Linked DNA regions of Neogale vison: region 2 is linked to region 1. The links are chromatin contacts, called in public Hi-C maps. All regions are on one chromosome and are shown on one strand. Each heading gives the region's core, a stretch centred on a gene start, on an enhancer-like site or on the middle of the called end of the contact. The rest is flanking DNA. Distances are from core to core; before and after follow the strand shown. Region 1 holds the start of PA2G4 (proliferation-associated protein 2G4). Region 2 holds the start of DGKA (diacylglycerol kinase alpha).

Region 1 (4,613 bases), core at 1,033-3,532:
CTCTTCCATAATCATGGCATCACCTTTCTCACACAGGCTCAGTACCGACACACCTGAGCAGGATGCTTCCACCAAAGACCGAAGTACCCCTGGGGACAGAATCCCACCATGTCAGCCCTGCATGTGTTGTCTAAGTTACCATCCAAACAATACCTAAAGTTAGAGCTTCTAATATTCCCTAGTGCCATTGCCCAAAGGTTGAAAGAGTGAACAAGTTTTGCCTCCTGGAATATACCTACCGATGATCACTAAATTTCTACCTTCCTTTTCCTAAAATAATACGTCAACACACCCTTCCCTCCCTATAGAATGTGACAACTGGATAAACACCATCTGTCTCCCCAGTCAAGGGAGACCTTCCAAAGATCCCTGCAGCGTGGTAAGACAGTTACGAAGTTCAAGGGGGTGCTCACCAAGGTAACCAACATATGTTGCAAAGCAGACTAGAAGAAATTTATAAGCGTCAGGAACAACAGGAAGGTAGACACAGAAATGCTGACTCGAAGCTGATGCATTGTTAAATGCTACCTTCTTCCCTTCTCAGACACCCCAATTAGATGTTAGTAATCTCAATCTGTGTAAATTTATTTCCTCATCAACCAGTATATAAACCAAGGGGACTTAACCTAAGTTTCCTGGGCTTCAACAGGCTCATGGCTTACAGATCTTAGCACATCTCAAAGAGGTGTTAAGACCCAAAAAAAAGTTTCAAACTGGTATCTGGGATCACAAGTGCCCCGGAGTTCTAAGTTGCAAGGGAAAACATTTTTTTCTAATTCAAACCACTAATACTAAAAAGTACCCCAAAGCGGGGGTACTACATTAAATGCCCATTATGTTATAAAGCATTGTTCTGTTCAGTGGATGTCCTCCTCTCCATGGCTTATCCTGAACTACAGGTTTGATTTTTGTCATTCTAGGTTTTGGTGAATCTTTGGAAGTGTGAAAGGTTCAGGTTTTCAGCCATAGGACTAAAGAGATCCTAAATACCTATCTTTACTGTCAAAACCATTTAAAAGCCCAAACCCCACCATTTTCTGTCTTCCTAACTGGGTATTAAAGTGAAAAGGTGAACTGGATAGAGAGAAAATAGAAAGTAAGACATCTGCCTAGATTGGCAGGCAGCTGCTAAGGTCAGAGCACAGTCCTAATGAGGATGACGTCTGAGACCCTAAAATCAGTAGCCCCCCCTTCAGTACTATTCACAAGACTGCCTAGTTGAGGTGAGAACCTCAAAACACTCCCAGAATTGACAAGCCCCAGAGAACAATCAAATTTGATGGCTAACTAAGGCTATCTGCACAGATTGTTGGTAGTAATGAGTAACTTCAAGGAAAGCCAGATAGATCTTCAAGAGCTGTGTTAGATCTCCAGGAGTTCCCTCCAACGGTCCCTGAGCTGGCCCAAAGGTAGAAGGGGGCCCCACCAGCTAAGGAGTTTTAGTAAAAAACGCAAGACTCCAGTAAAGCACGTGGTAAGGAAGCTGGTGTCAGGGACGGTAGCGGAAGAAGAGAGCCGGCGATCCGCATGGGAACCCGGCGACACGTGCCGGCTGGGCCCCTGACGCCGCGGAGCCAAAACAAAATAGAGGGGCGCTTCCGTCGCCAACAGCTGGGCGCTTCCTTTTCGAGGTGGCCTTGCCGCTGCCAGAACCAGAGAAGGCAGGGAGCCGGAGCTAAGGGTGAGGGGCTTAAGATGCACCCTGACTCCTGATTAACGGCCTAAGGTCCGAGACGGCTGAGGGCCCTCGCTCTGCGCTCTTCCCGGTAGCGGGCCCGCACCTCCCCAGACTCCAGCCCAGGCCTGGCGGCTCAGGTCCCAGGCGCAACACGGAGTCTTCCCACCACGCCACCCCCAGCGGACCGGAGAGGGGCCCTCAGTAGCTCACTCTGCATGACCCCACCGCTCCAGCCCCTCCGGAGCCAGTCCAGCCCCGTCCCCCTTGCCTCCCCCTCTCAGCCTCGATCCCCGGACCCCCGAGGCCCGCACTCACGGTTGGCGATGTCGCCCCCCATCTTATACTTGGTCACGACCAGGTCCTCGGCAATAGTTTGCTCCTGCTGCTCGTCCTCGCCAGACATCTTCCCACCACCACCACCACCACCACTGCAACCTCGTTCCCCCTGAGCCGCCGCCTCTGCCTCCCTTCTAGCCGCAGGCTGTGGCTAGAGCCCCTTCGATCCGCGAGGAGAGCGCGAGCAAAAGCGCGAGCTAGCAGGGGAGCAGGCAGGCGGGCGAGAGCGAGAAGCTGAGAGCGCGCGGGCTGAAGCACAAGGCACGCTGGGACGACGAGTCCTTTCTACACCCCGCCTCTAGCCGACCTTGCCGACTCTTGAACTACAATTCCCAGCCCGCCTTTCGCGCCCCTCAGCCAGGCCCTGGGGCCTTGCCCTCCGAGGGCCTCGCACGCCGGAGTCGCCAAGCACGCCGGGAAGGGTCAGGCTCCGGCAGGAAGGCGGAGCCGTTGGCGAGCCTGAGGGGAAGCGTGGTCTCTCCCGGAAAAACCACATCCACCAGGAGCACTGAGCTAGAACTCGTAACAGGGAGGGGCGGGCTAAAGGGAGAAGGGGCGGAGCTACGGCGGGGCCTGGAGAGTAGAGGCAGCCCCGCAGGGTGGAGCAGGGTGGAGCCTCGGCGATGGGGGAGTGAATACAGTCGGGGCGGGGAGGCTGGGTGCGCCCTTCCCCGGATCCCTAGAGCGGCCGGCGGGACCGGCTCATCCGGTCCAGTCATCCTCTGATGTTGGGGGTCGGGGAGGGGCAAGAGCGCTGTGGTAGGAGACCAAGGGTGCAACGAGCGGGGGCTAACTGGGCAGCGAAGAGTCCGGAGAGATCATCCATTCACAGCCTCCCAGTCTAGGAGCCAGACTCCACTGAAGATGGCACTGTTGTTCCAACAATAGGCTTTGATGGCAACTAAGGGAAGTGTTCATATAGACTTTTTCAAGAGTAAGAGTTCTGAAACATACGGGAGTTTCAGTGTTCCACCTCATGAGGCACATCAATAAGGCTTTTTCGCAAACGTGGGTTTTCTGGTTTTTTTTTTTTTTTTTAAGATTTTTATTTATTTATTTGACAGAGATCACAAGTAGGCAGAGAGGCAGGGAGAGATCGAGAGAGGAGGAAGCAGGCTCCCCACTGAGCAGAAAGCCCGATGTGGGACTCGATCCCAGGACCCTGAGATCATGACCTGAGCTGAAGGCAGCGGCTTAACCCACTGAGCCACTCAGGCGCCCCATGGTTTTTTTTTCTTATTCCCGGTGGGTTGTCCTGTAAAGAGATCCCTAGTAAAAGCTTTCAGTGAAAAGGACTGTGTGCTATGCTTGTCTTCAGCAGATACAAAGAAAAGTAGGGCTGAGTAAACTGCAAGATGCAGAATAGAAGGGGTCACAAGACAGAACAGCATGCGGTGGCGGCTACCCACTGCTGAGGAGCAAAGGGGTGACTTTACACACTAAAGGTTTTCTTACATTTGACAGACAGGAAGCTGAAAAACCGGCATTTTTTTATTCAGGTGCGTATAAAAACAAAACAAAAATCTTCAGTGATAACAAGACACCCCGTTTCCCATCCGAGCAAAGGCCTGAAGCTGGGTCCTCTTTCTATCCCAACTGGTTGTTTCCCTGGATGAGTACAGACCCTAAAAGTGGCTCTTGGGACTCTTGTGAATCTGTCCCTTGGGTAAGAAGTGATCATTTACAGCACATATGGATTATGGTTTACACAAAAATGTCCAGTTATTTTTTCCTTCCGACCATCCCCTTCCCCCACTTCCTGAGATGAGAAGTCTGGGTGTAGGAGGAGGCTGGGGTTGTTGGGGTTAGACTTGATTCAGTGCAAAAACAAGACGACAATGCCCTGACAAGGACTCTGACTTACCAGTTTGCCTTGATACCTTACAGGGAGAAAACCTGCAAATGGGAGATTCTGAATCCAGGACCCACCACTTTATGTACTTAATCTCTTTAAGGCTCAGTTTCCTTATTTGTGAAATGGGAGAATAACTAGCTCACAGAATCGTTGTAAGCATTAGATGAGATAACATAGGTAAACTTTAGCATGATGCCTGGCATAGTAGATGCAGAATTAATAGTACTCTAAATATCTGTGCCCAACCTCTTTCTTCACTCAAGATTTGAAGCTTTCCATTCTTTCCAGGGGGCTGAGTCATCAGCCAAAATTTTACTTTCCCCTGCCTCGTTCCCCCCAACCCACTTTCCCCTTCCTTACTAGTCTGGTAGGAAACAAAAGCACACTTTAAAGCCTAATCTCAACAAGTCAGAGTCTGAGAGAAAGGGACATGGGAGTAATCCTTCATATCTCCAGGGAGTCTCCCTGAGGAAGCTGAGGAATGGGATTAGGAACACACATAAAATAGGGGAAAATCTCCTTTTCCTGGATTGGGAAAGGGAAGAAAGTGCACAGCTGGCTACATCTCACAAGAATTTTGTTGCAGTGTTTAAAAGCCTCCAAAGGTTGAATGGAATTGTCTAGGGCTGGGGAAATAGGGCTAAGACCCGTGAGAGAGGGACTAGGGAGAAGAGGGGTACCCTTTAGAGGCAATAGCTGCCATCAAATGCTCCCTGAGTACTTCAGTGAGCAGAGGTTATGTTC
Region 2 (4,380 bases), core at 1,540-4,039, 170 kb after region 1:
TTTTGTTGTTGTTGTTGTTGTTACACAAAGGTTGTACATGGAGAAACACATCTGGACATTAGGAAAAATGGTGCCAGGAAGTCAACAGTTCAAGGGGCTCTCAAGAGCAGGGAAGCCCAGTCATACCCTTTGCCCCATTGTGTCATCTTAGGCATAGACATGGAGTATTGAGATCCTGCACTCTGCCTTTGGGAGGTGAGGAGGTAGCTAGAAGCTAGACTGTCAAGGTCCAAGGACACCTCTGGGCTGGGACCTCAGACAAAGGGCTCCTGGTATCTTTTCAGTTGTCCTCCTGAGTTGTCTCACCAAAAGTTTTGCTGCCCGTGTTGCTGAAAGGCATATAAACTGTTAGGATCCTGGACCCTAACAAACCGTAACAAGTCCAATTTTGTCCTCCCTGCTCCATCCCAGCCCTGAGGCTATAACCTGGGCTAGTCCAGGCGAATGCCAGGGTTGGGCGGGTGAGGTCTGCTGCCCGCCTGCCAGCTATCTGTGACTCACCCTTCCTTTCCCTCCTCTGGCTTCCCTGCCCACCCCTACCAACCTGAGGTGAGAAAGTAAGAAGCTGACTTGGAGGCAGAGACTCCTGGAACATCCTCAGAGCTGGGAGGTACCAACTCTCACACTTTCCAGAGGAGGAAACTGAGGCCCAGACAGAGAGCCACAATCTCAGGATCATACCCAAATTCCAGACATCCTGTCCTTTGTCCATTCCATTAAATTGTAGCGCCTCTACTTTCTAGATCTTACTTTAAACAGTAAATACCAAAATTGCTCGTAACCAAGAGATAAATATGATTTCCAAGGCCAGTACCATTATTTAAAGTTTCCTTTTTCACTTCAATATCTGTCACTCCCATTCCAAATCATATAAATTCATCATTACTCAAGAATCAGCTATGCCCCCAGAACATTCAGGATGACCCAGCAAGAATCCCAAGAGGCAGGTCCAGGCCTGATTACCTGGACTTCTGAATCTCTTAACCACAACAGGGCCTGCATCCTCCTCCTCTTTCCCAGGACCGAGGGAGGGTCTATTCTTTCTTGCCCATCCCTATTACTTGTCAGTGGCCCTGGCAAGGGAATAATTAGCCTTGAAGTCTCAAAATTCATTAAGCCTCCACAAACACTGCAGATGGTAATGTTGCCTGATTAAGGGTATGTGTGTGTGTGTGAGAGAGAGAGAGAGAGAGAGAGAGAGTGTGTGTGTATGTAGTACAGGAGGAAGTTACGATGTTGGCATGGTTGGGGGATGTGGGCTCATAGTAATGAGGCTGAAGAGATGCCCAGTAGTAGTCACATTTCTTCCTCAGTAAAGCTCACTTCCCCCATTTAGAGGTGAAAAGTGGGATTCAGACCCAGGTAGTTTCAGAAACTTTCCGGTGACAGGTGTGGAAAGGGTAGGGGTGGGAAGTTGGGCACCAGGAGGCCAAAGAAGAACCCCTGTGCACCGCCCGCAGTGCTGTGTAGGTTCCAAAACGGACTTCGCTTGACTCGGGCCCCTAGGAGCCAAGCTTCACCATCCCTCCGAGTGACAGGGGGGATGGAGGGGAAGGTCTGGGGGAGACGCTGCCTACGGAGCTCTGGCCCAGCTCTCCAGCTGCCCTCCGCGTCCTGGCGCAAACCCTTCTAGCTACCGGCTCCAGCTGTGGGGCTTCCTCCTCGGCCCTGCAGCCCTACCCCAGCCCGGCGGCGGCCCCTCCCGCGGCCCCCGCCCCCTCCGGCTCCGGGGGGGTGGGGAGGGTGGGAGGCTCGGGGGGTCTCGCGGGGTCTCTACCTTGCCTGCGGAGGGCGCGCGGTGGGAGCTGAAGCGCCGGCGCGGGAGCTGGAGCCCGAGCGGGGTTGGAGGGGACCGACCAGGCAGGCGCGGCCGCCGCGAGGCCGCCCCGTTCCTGACGACACAGCTGCCCGCCCCCCGCCCCGGCCTGGCCGCCTGCGCCCAGTGTCCGCGCCCCCGACTACGGGAACTCCGGTCTGGAGAGGCCCCTGTTTCCAGTTCACCAAGCTTGAGCCGCCCCCTCACCCCCAGTATCTCCAGAGCTCTGGCCTGTGCCTCTTTCTCCACATCCTGCGCTTCTCATCTTCTTCCCGCCTCGGGACAGCTCGGTTTCTATCCATCTTCCAGTCTTTCTAATCAACCCATAGCCTCTCCCTTCATCCCAGCCCTGGAAGGTCATGATAGAAGGCAGGGCCGCTGATGGCACAGCTTGGCAGGGGCCCACCCAGGCAACGTCTGACCCTCTCCTAATTGCCGCCATCCAGGGATTTCCCTCCCCAACTCCTTTCCATCCACCACTGAAAGAATTCATACTCAGAAGATTCCACAGCAGCAAGCCCAGAGTCCCAGACACTGCATCGTGAGATACAAATGCCTCCCTCCTCCCATGGGCTCCGCAGTGTTTAACACTGTTTGAGGCCCACCTTTGCCTCTAGGTTTTTCACCCCTCTAAAACCCAAACACCAGAGGGCTCAGACTTGTTTTCCCCAATATAAGTATACCTCCTTCTCTCAAGACTCAGGGCCTTCCCTTAATTCTTGGGTTGTTCAGGTGCGAGGAGCACTCAGGTCGGTGTTCACTCTTTCTCCATGCTCTAACCCTCCCACTTTACCTGCTGACCTTGGCAGGTCTGTAAAAGGCCCCCGCCAGAAGTAGGGGTGAGAGAAGATCCTTTCAGCTCCTCCTGTCTGGAATCTGTTTTGAAGTTGTTAAGGCTCTTGGGGCAGCATGGATGATGGCAGGACTGACGGTGAGTACAACCGAGATACACAGAGGCCTAGGACTTACTGGTAGGAACTGGGGACCCAGGCATCCTCCTCCCTGGCCCCGCCCCAACCCAGGCTAACCCCCTCCTACCCGTCCTTGAACTAGGGCACAGTAACAGGGCTTGAGTTCCTGGAATCTTCCCTCTTACACCTGGTGATAAAAGAGAGGGGGAGGGGAGAGCTCTGACTGGAAGGGTGTATTGTGTGATGTGTGTATGTGTGTGTATACACACATATCCACACACATAATATAGACATCCTTTTGGTGGGGGTTGGAGAGAAGGCATGACTACATGAGGCCCTCTAGTGGCAATGAAGGGATCTAAGCAGTTCTTGAATGTTTCCATACAGGCTTGTTGGAAAAAAACCTCCATTTTTATCAGAAATGTAACTGCTGAGAAATAGGGCTTGGGAGTATTGTTGTACCTGAACTGGAGATCTGAAGGAGGCAGGGGTTGGAGAAGGTCTGTCTCTCTGCTCCTGTCTCCCAGTCTTAAAAAGACAAGGGCCATGCTATTCCCATGCTTTTTCTCCCCTTCTTTTTTTTTTTTTTAATTATTATTTTAAAGTAATCTCCACACCCAACATGGGGCTTGAACTCACAACATAGAGATCGAATCACATGCTCCACCCACTGAGCCTGTCCCCTACCTATATAACCTCTTTAGTCATAAGGAATCATAATCTCTTGAATGCCCATTATGCACTAGGTCCTGTGCTTAGTTCTGTAGACAGCCAAAGACATAGCACAACTTAAGGAATGCAGTAAAGAGTGGCTTGGGGTGTGTGTGTGTGTGTGTGTGTGTATGTGTATGTGTAAAGCCTCCCCACTCTAAGCTATCCTAAACATACAAAATATAAGAAAGAACAAGTCTCCTAGCACCTCTTGCAGTTTTCTGCCCCTGGACCTCTCATCTAGAATGATACTAAACCTTAAGGCACTCAGCTTTGCTTGCAAACGATGCTAGTGGTGATAACACATTACATATGACCTGTGTTTTTCACTCCATCCTTGGATATGTCTCTACTTGCACTTAAATTGCTCCTGTTAAGGTGGTTTCTTTTTTTTTTTTTTTTTTTTGAGACTTCAAAGTGGGGCCCGGGGTGATCGCTCTAAGGAATAGGATGAAATCTGTCATACCCAAAGCTTCTTTGTGTCTTCTTTAAGATCTGTGGTCCATCATACATCGTCAGTTATTGGTGAGGGTAGGAGGGGAAGAAAGGCCAAGAAACATCTAAGGAGGAGGCGTATAATGCCTACTGTTTCCAGGTGCTCATTTCTTTAATCAACCACATCACAAAAATCAGAAAGAAAGAAACCGCAATGAACAAAGGGAAAGGAAAAAACAACAGCCTTGTTCTCCCCAGCCTCTTCTTTCTCCTCTTCCTTCACAGGGTGTGTGTTTGTGTGGGGTAGGGGGGGCACATCCGGGGCCCAGGGCTGGGTCCCAGTCAGGTCTGCTGGGCAGACAATTGAGTTTCACTTCCTGTCCAACCCAGAACAGAGGCAAAATGTCTGGCGGCACAAGGGGAGGGAGGGTTAAGGTTGGTGGTGGACAAGGGCCACTTTAGGATTCACTCTTGCAGAAAGGTGCAACATATCCCTCTAAAGGTTTA

The links. Hi-C and Micro-C count contacts between places; a contact is called where the count stands out from the background.
Region 2: a Hi-C map of fibroblasts shows a contact between it and region 1, with 5 times the contacts expected there. The contact joins the promoter of DGKA here to the promoter of PA2G4 in region 1. A contact is called at or near these places in 2 of 3 Hi-C or Micro-C datasets (fibroblasts and muscle).

Annotation. Positions count from the first base shown.
Region 1 is chr12:96,468,859-96,473,471 of ASM_NN_V1, forward strand. PA2G4 (proliferation-associated protein 2G4) reads right to left here and starts at 2,283. Exons shown (of 13, transcript XM_044227245.1): 1 at 1,994-2,283; 2 at 1-89. The coding sequence starts at 2,081. ERBB3 (receptor tyrosine-protein kinase erbB-3) reads right to left here. Exons shown (of 28, transcript XM_044226295.1): 28 at 3,488-4,613. The coding sequence ends at 4,606.
Region 2 is chr12:96,639,196-96,643,575 of ASM_NN_V1, forward strand. It overlaps DGKA (diacylglycerol kinase alpha), which reads right to left and starts at 2,790. Exons shown (of 24, transcript XM_044228934.1): 1 at 2,618-2,790. It overlaps PYM1 (partner of Y14 and mago), which reads left to right and starts at 2,690. Exons shown (of 3, transcript XM_044228940.1): 1 at 2,690-2,747. The coding sequence starts at 2,726.